Regions from separate parts of the Hordeum vulgare genome. Here region 2 is linked to region 1. The links are chromatin contacts, called in public Hi-C maps. All regions are on one chromosome and are shown on one strand. The core of a region is the stretch at or near the end of the contact, and the rest is flanking DNA. Distances in the headings are between cores, read along the strand shown.

The links. Hi-C and Micro-C count contacts between places; a contact is called where the count stands out from the background.
Region 2: a Hi-C map of leaf shows a contact between it and region 1, with 4 times the contacts expected there. The contact joins the enhancer-like site here to the promoter of LOC123415233 in region 1. A contact is called at or near these places in 2 of 6 Hi-C or Micro-C datasets (leaf and seedling).

Annotation. Positions count from the first base shown.
Region 1 is chr1H:465,908,513-465,911,917 of MorexV3_pseudomolecules_assembly, forward strand. LOC123415233 (immediate early response 3-interacting protein 1-like) reads right to left here and starts at 1,593. Exons shown (of 2, transcript XM_045106728.1): 1 at 1,379-1,593; 2 at 298-884. The coding sequence starts at 882. The coding sequence ends at 646.
Region 2 is chr1H:466,503,978-466,507,382 of MorexV3_pseudomolecules_assembly, forward strand. No RefSeq gene overlaps it. Among protein-coding and RNA genes, the nearest start is that of LOC123445791, 5.4 kb to the right of the region's middle. Within about 2 kb of position 1,499, at least 2 of the 3 cell types and tissues checked have open chromatin away from gene starts, as enhancers often do. A contact at or near this core is called in leaf, where this site is marked.

The DNA of each region.
Region 1 (3,405 bases), core at 343-2,842:
CTAGATGTCCTTTTTTAACAGATATTCCAAAAGTGCCTTCTAAGCTCGTCTACCTTCAAAAATTATATTCCCTCTATTTCAAAATAAATGACGTTGATCTAGTATAAAATTTATACTAATTTAGCACTAAATCTGCGACACTTATTTTGGGGCGGAGGGAGTACACACTAAGAATGACAATCCACTGCACCTTAAAAAAAAGCAATTGTATTCCGAGCAGCCACTCCAGCAACGTTAATCAACCGTGAAGAAATACTCAAATCACTAGGTGGCCACAAAGCATGAAGGTCCCCTGACTTGGAAATTAAAAACTCATTCAATGACCAAACCAAAACATGCACATAAGTTATTAGGGATAACAAAAAAAAAACGTTTACAGTGGACAAATACAAAAGCATAATCAGAGATCACAATTAGATACCTAACGTCTCCATTGTGGTCTAGTGGATAACTAGCTGAGCTCAACTGAACATTTCAACAGAGTGTGCATATATAAGGCACATCGATACTACAATCAACGAAAGACTATTGGAAGAAGAACTGAAGAAGCACGAGTACAAAAAGCCTAGTTAACTACAAATATCTCAATTTGCAAGGGAGCAAAATGGATAATAACTTTATAGCATAATACTCCACTTGCCAGTGTCAAAATGAAACGAACTTGACAAGTATGGTGATTCCATTTAGAAGGATCAATGGAAATCTCATATATTGAGCTGCATATATAAGGCCAATCATCTGCCCTTTGAAGGTGTTTGCTCCCTGCATGCCTCTAACGTCGGCGAAGCTCCATCCTTTGGGAGAAAGAAATCGGTCTTCGTTTAGTATGGCCAGAGCGTTAGCAATAAGTAGGAGACCCTCAAGGAATGACCATAGGCCCATGTCTGCAAAATAAGAAGGGATCACAATCTGACATCAGTCACAAGGAAAGAGCCCATAACATAGTATTTTTTAACCCTCTGAATTTTGTTTCTGAATCGAGCCTCTATTGCCTGGGATTGCAGTAAATCAATCTGACACAAACATGTCCATTCAAAAAATGTCCCATCGCCGTCAAAACTTTTTTTCCTGGGACGGTATAAATCCTACCAATTACCAATTATGCTGTTTTATTATCCTGATGATGACATACGTATACAGTATACATGGACGAAGAAATAAAAAAGAAACTGCACGAGACGAGAGAGAACTGTGGTGATAAAGTTGAGCCCATAAAAACCGAAAAATAAACTGTACCCATACATCGGTTACCGAACTGACGATGGCTAGATATCGATCGCGCGCTCTGAGGTAAAATTACAGACCCAATCGAGCCATGGATTTGATGATGAACTCCCAGACGAATCGAAAACAGGCAAGCCCAGCCAGGGTTCCTTACCGAAAAGAGAAGAGATTGAGCCAATTCAGGACGGATCTGCGCTCCCAGTTCGCCTGGACGTCAACGTTGGCTTGTCGAGTGGACGATTTTGGATTCCTCCACTGGGGAAAGGCTCTGGTCTCTGTTCTCGTTTACGGAGCGCAGAACGGCTCCGGTCGGTTGCTGGACGGCGGGAGATAGAGACACAGACACGGACGGTAAGAACCAAGAGAAGCAGGCCGGCTCCGGTTCTACAATGGGCTGGCATGGAACGACATGGACCAGACCTATATGGACCGGACCGGGGACGATGCCTTGTTGGAAAAATTTAGACCTTATTGTGTAACGTGATATATAAGATTGCGTCGTTGTCTGAAAAATATATAAGATTGCGTCGTTGTCTGAAAAATATCGCGTGTTAGGTAATTGCCAACCTTTCTGAAACAATTTATGATGAACAATCTGCATCCATTTCTGTGAGGTTGATTACTAAAAATATTATTATGGCTTATGAGTGTCTTCACTTCATATATAGTGTATTAAAGCAGTTACATTATAGACATACATTGTGCTCTAAAACTCGGCATGATAAAAGCGTATGGTTGAGTTGAGTGGGAATATTTGAAGGGCATTATGCTCAAGCTGGGTTTTTCAGAGACAGGGCCGGGCCGGCAAAATCTCGAGCCCTGTGCCAAACTAAAAATTGAGGTCCTATCTATGAAAGAACTAACTAACAATTATAATGTATATATATGTCGTAGAAAAAATTATAATTTATGTAATGTAATGTCTTGCATAACAAGTGGACATATAAAAAAATCATACCTATTCAACTCGCGGTTGCTATTTATTTGAACATCCTCGTTCTTTTAGTATTTTTTGAAATGAAATCTTCGATGATATCCTCATAATCAATCTTCTCCAACACTTCACTCTCCAGTGCTATTGTGGTCAAATCATTGAGTCTTTGTTGTGTCATAATAGTACACATATAGGATTTCAATAGCTTTAATTTAGAAAAACTTCTTTTCTGCCGATGCAACAGTTACAGGAATGGTCAACGGAACTCTATATGCAATACTTGCATTGGGAAAACAATCACGCCGCTTTAGAAAATTCAGAATTTCAAGAGGTCCGATATTTTCTTCTGACATGAAATTTTGAAGAAACTTCAACTCAACAAATAGATCATTGACATCAATATCACATTATTTATCCTTCATAAGTGCAGCCTCAAGATTAACACAAAAAGATTTCAAAATGTTCTTATCCAATGAACGCAATGTTTCAGAGGTAAATAAGAAACAAAATATTCTCGGGTATCCTTCGTATTGCTCAAATCTCCTTGTGAGTGAGGAAATTACTTGATCAACAACACGTATAAAATAGTTAATTCTAAATGATTCCTCTCTGGACTGTGTGGCAATATGTATGTCATCTGGGTTCTCATTAAATTGTTTCTTTCTTGGCCAGTTGGCATCAATATTTTAGCTCATTTTGTATCACCTAAAAAAGTTCTTGGCCAGTTGTATCATTTACATCTAGAAATCCAAGAAATGACTCTTCTATGAAAACTTGACTTGAAGATGAATCCACATATCTTATAATTAAAGACATTTGCTCTTGGTGACTTGCATCAGGGGTACAATCAGGTATGACAGAGAAATACTTTGAGCTCTTTATTTTCTTGATAATTTCAGACCTAATATAAGAAACAAGCAAGTGTAGCAATTCATTCTGAATATTATGATCAAGATAATGAGCATGAGTTTCTTCGTTTGTAATACGTCGAACATGCTCCTAAATAACTGGATCAAATTCAGCCAACATCTCTACCAAACCCAATAAATTACCATTGCTATCTTCATACAGTTTGCCGTTCTTACCACGGAATGCTAGATTGTGCTTGGCAAGAATTTTACAATGCAAACAATTCTAAATAATACCTTTCTTTAATGGTTCTTCTCTTTCTCAAGTTGTCGTTGAGCTGCTTTATCAATAGTTTAATGTTTTTCCAATCTACTACGCAACTCATATCAATTAGTCAT
Region 2 (3,405 bases), core at 249-2,748, 600 kb after region 1:
TAAAGCGTGCTGAGAATGTTAAGAGGGGTCGTGGTAGACCAAACTTGACATCGGAGGAGTCCGTTAAGAGAGACCTGAAGGTTTGGAATATCGACAAAGACTTAGCCATGGACAGGGGTGCGTGGAAGTTAGCTATCCACGTTCCAGAGCCATGACTTGGTTTCGAGATCTTATGGGTTTCAACTCTAGCCTACCCCAACTTGTTTGGGACTGAAAGGCTTGGTTGTTGTTGTCCTAAAAATTCCAAAATATTTTAGTTTTCAGAAAACATTTCTCGACTTTCAGAAAATGTAGTGGGTTTTCAAAAAATGTTCTTCAAATTCTGTTTCTGTCAAAAGAATGTTCTGGATTTTGAAAAAAAGTTCTTATTTCTCAAACAATGATCGGGATTCTCAAAAAATGTACTGGGTTATCAAAAAATGTTCTTCAAATTCGGAATTTTTTTCACTCTTTCTTCAAAAAATAGTTCTGTTTTTTCAAAAATATTCAGAATTTTCAAAAAATGTTCGGGATTTTCAAAAATTCTTCTTCAAGTTCTGAAAATGTTTTTGCTTTTTAGAATAATATTCTGTATTTTAGAATAATGTTGTATAATTTCAATAAATGTTCCGGAATTTCATAATATCTTCTGGATTTTAAGAAATGTTCGGGATTTTTAACAATTGTTTATCAAATTAGAAAAAAATAAAATTATTAGAAAATTGTTATTGATTTTCAAAAAATGTACTAGGTTTTCAAAAAATGTTCTTCAAATTCTGTTTTTTTACTAAAAAAAATGTTCTATATTTTCAAAAAATGTACTAGCTTTCAAAAACTGTTCTTTAAATTCCGTTTGTGCTTTTTACTAAAAAAACTGTATTTCTAAAAAATGATTGGGACTTTCAAAAAATCTTCTTCAAATTCAGAAAATATTACTGCTCTTTTTCAAAATATTGTTCTGGATTTTCAAAAAATGTTCAGTATTTCAAAAAAAAATCGCCAAATTATTAAAATGTTTTTCCTTTACAAAATTGCTCTTGATTTATAAAAAATGTTCTAGAATTTCTAAAAAAAATGGATGTTCACAAAATGTTCGGGATATTTGAAAAAATGTTGTTCTAATTCAAAAAATGCTTTTGTTTATTAGAAAAATGTTCTTGATTTTCAGAAAATATTTTGTATTTTCAAAAAATGTTCGAAATATGTTCTGGATTTTTCAAAATTGTTCTTGGTTTAAAATTTTATTCTCAAGATTAAAAAAAGGTTCATCCTTTAAAAAATTGTTCGTGATATCAAATTTATTCCCTGTTTTAGAAAACGTTCAAGCTTTCAAAAATGAATTTAGAAATGCAACATTTGTTCGTTTTGATAAAAAAATAAATAAAGGAAAACGGGAAGAAAAACGTCCAAAAAAAGAAGAAAAATAAGCAAAAAAAGAAGAAGTTACAGTTATCGCGTGCCTACTCGGTTGGCTCTGTCAGGGATCGCCCTGTGCGTGGGAGGGACTCCCTGCCGCAGCGAGCGGCAGGTAGGAGTTCCCAATCATAGGACCTCCTGTACAGCCCCTGACTGGGCCGCCCATCATCGCGATGAAACAGTACAAAAATCAACGAAAAATGAAAGCGCCAGTACGAGGGATTGAACCCTGCAAATGGAGCATGTAGACGCTTGTCGCAGACCAGCCAAACTAACATCTTTCATTAGACATGCGGGTTATTTGAAATATCATCTCCTACAGATCTGACACCCCCCTTGTAAACATCAGATAGAAATGTTCGAAATTAAGAAAAAGTGTTCACATTTTCAGAAAATGTTCGAAATTAAGAAAAAGTGTTCACATTTTCAGAAAATGTTTGAGAATTAAATAATTGTTCGGATTTTAAAACAACCGAACATTTGAAAAATGGTACTACCATTTAAAAAAAATAGTTCAAGTTTCTATATTTTTCCCAATTTACAAAAATATGCACATTTTCAAATATTGTTTGGAGGTCCAAAATATATTGAGTTTGAGTTTAGATAAAATTTTAAATTGCGAACATTTTTTGAAATTTCTCTTTTTTTTTAAATCACGAAGATTTTATGAAAAAGGGCACAAATGTTTGCAAACATGACCATTTTCTTAAAAAAAAGACTCAGTTTTTACAAAACACGATTTTATATATATATATGTACAAACTTTTAAAACCCAAATAAAAATGTTAACATTTTTCTAAATGCCAACAATATTGAGATTAAAAAATATGAAATTGCGAACAAGTTTTTAAAATCAAAAAGTTTTTCAAATTTACCAAAACAATTTGAGAACGAGAACATTGTTTGTATTTTTGTACAAATTTTGAATCTGGGAACATTTCTTAAAATTCCTGATCATTTTCCGAAAGCAAACATTTTTTGGAATTGTGAAGAAATTCTGAAAAAAAGGAATACTTCTTGAAATAAATACAAATATTTGAAATTTCAGAACAATTTTGAAAAGGAAAACAATTGACATTTAAAGGAAAAAACGAAAACTGTAAAAAGAAACAGAAAAAGGTAAAAGAAGAAAAGAAAAGAAAAAAGTGAACGGAAAAACTGAAAGAAAAAAAACTGTTCAGAGAACTTTCTAGAAGTTTCCTCAAATAGGTAAAAGCAGACACGGACCTTCCTGAAGGTTCCCAAACGAAACATATAACGTAACTGGATCGGCCTAGTACACTAGATTTCTATGCGTTTGCTCGACATTTTAACGCAACGGGCGTCAAATAGCGATTTCCGATCATCATGACTAGAGGTGGGCAGAAAAACCAAGGACCAAACACCGGATACCAAAAAAACGGAATCAAAGACGAAAAACCCGAGAACCGAAGCTTCGGTTAATTATTCGGTTAGCAGTTGTGAAAAAACGAAATTACTTCGGTGTGTTCGGTCATTGGACTCAACTGACCGAACTCCCGGAACTAACCGAGATGCTCTCTTCCAATGCTAGAAAGTTAAACTCAATAGCCCATCCATGATTAAAAAAATGTATACAAAGTTATTCGTAGCCTTTTACGAGCCCATTCTTAGCCCAACAATCATAGGTCGTAGCCCTTTCATCTTATTCGTGGTGCACTCCTTCACGCACGACACGACATCACACGGCAGCAGTCTTGGCTTCCACGCGCCGGCGGTTGGCAACGCCTGTCCCTCCCACTCGGCGGTGGCCAACGATGCCTGTAACTCCCACGCGGTGGCGGCTGGCGGCGCCCGTCCCTCCAGCATGATGGTGGCCAGCGACGCTCGTACCTCCCACGCGGTGGCAGCCGTTACTCCTTCATGGTCGGCAGTCCGCTTGCTAACATAGCGCGATTGAGACCATATTACACGACTTTTCAGCACCGTAAAAAAATTGTTTGTCAAAACCTATCTACATGGGATCTAGTTTTGAAGATCTCGACGCGAAGA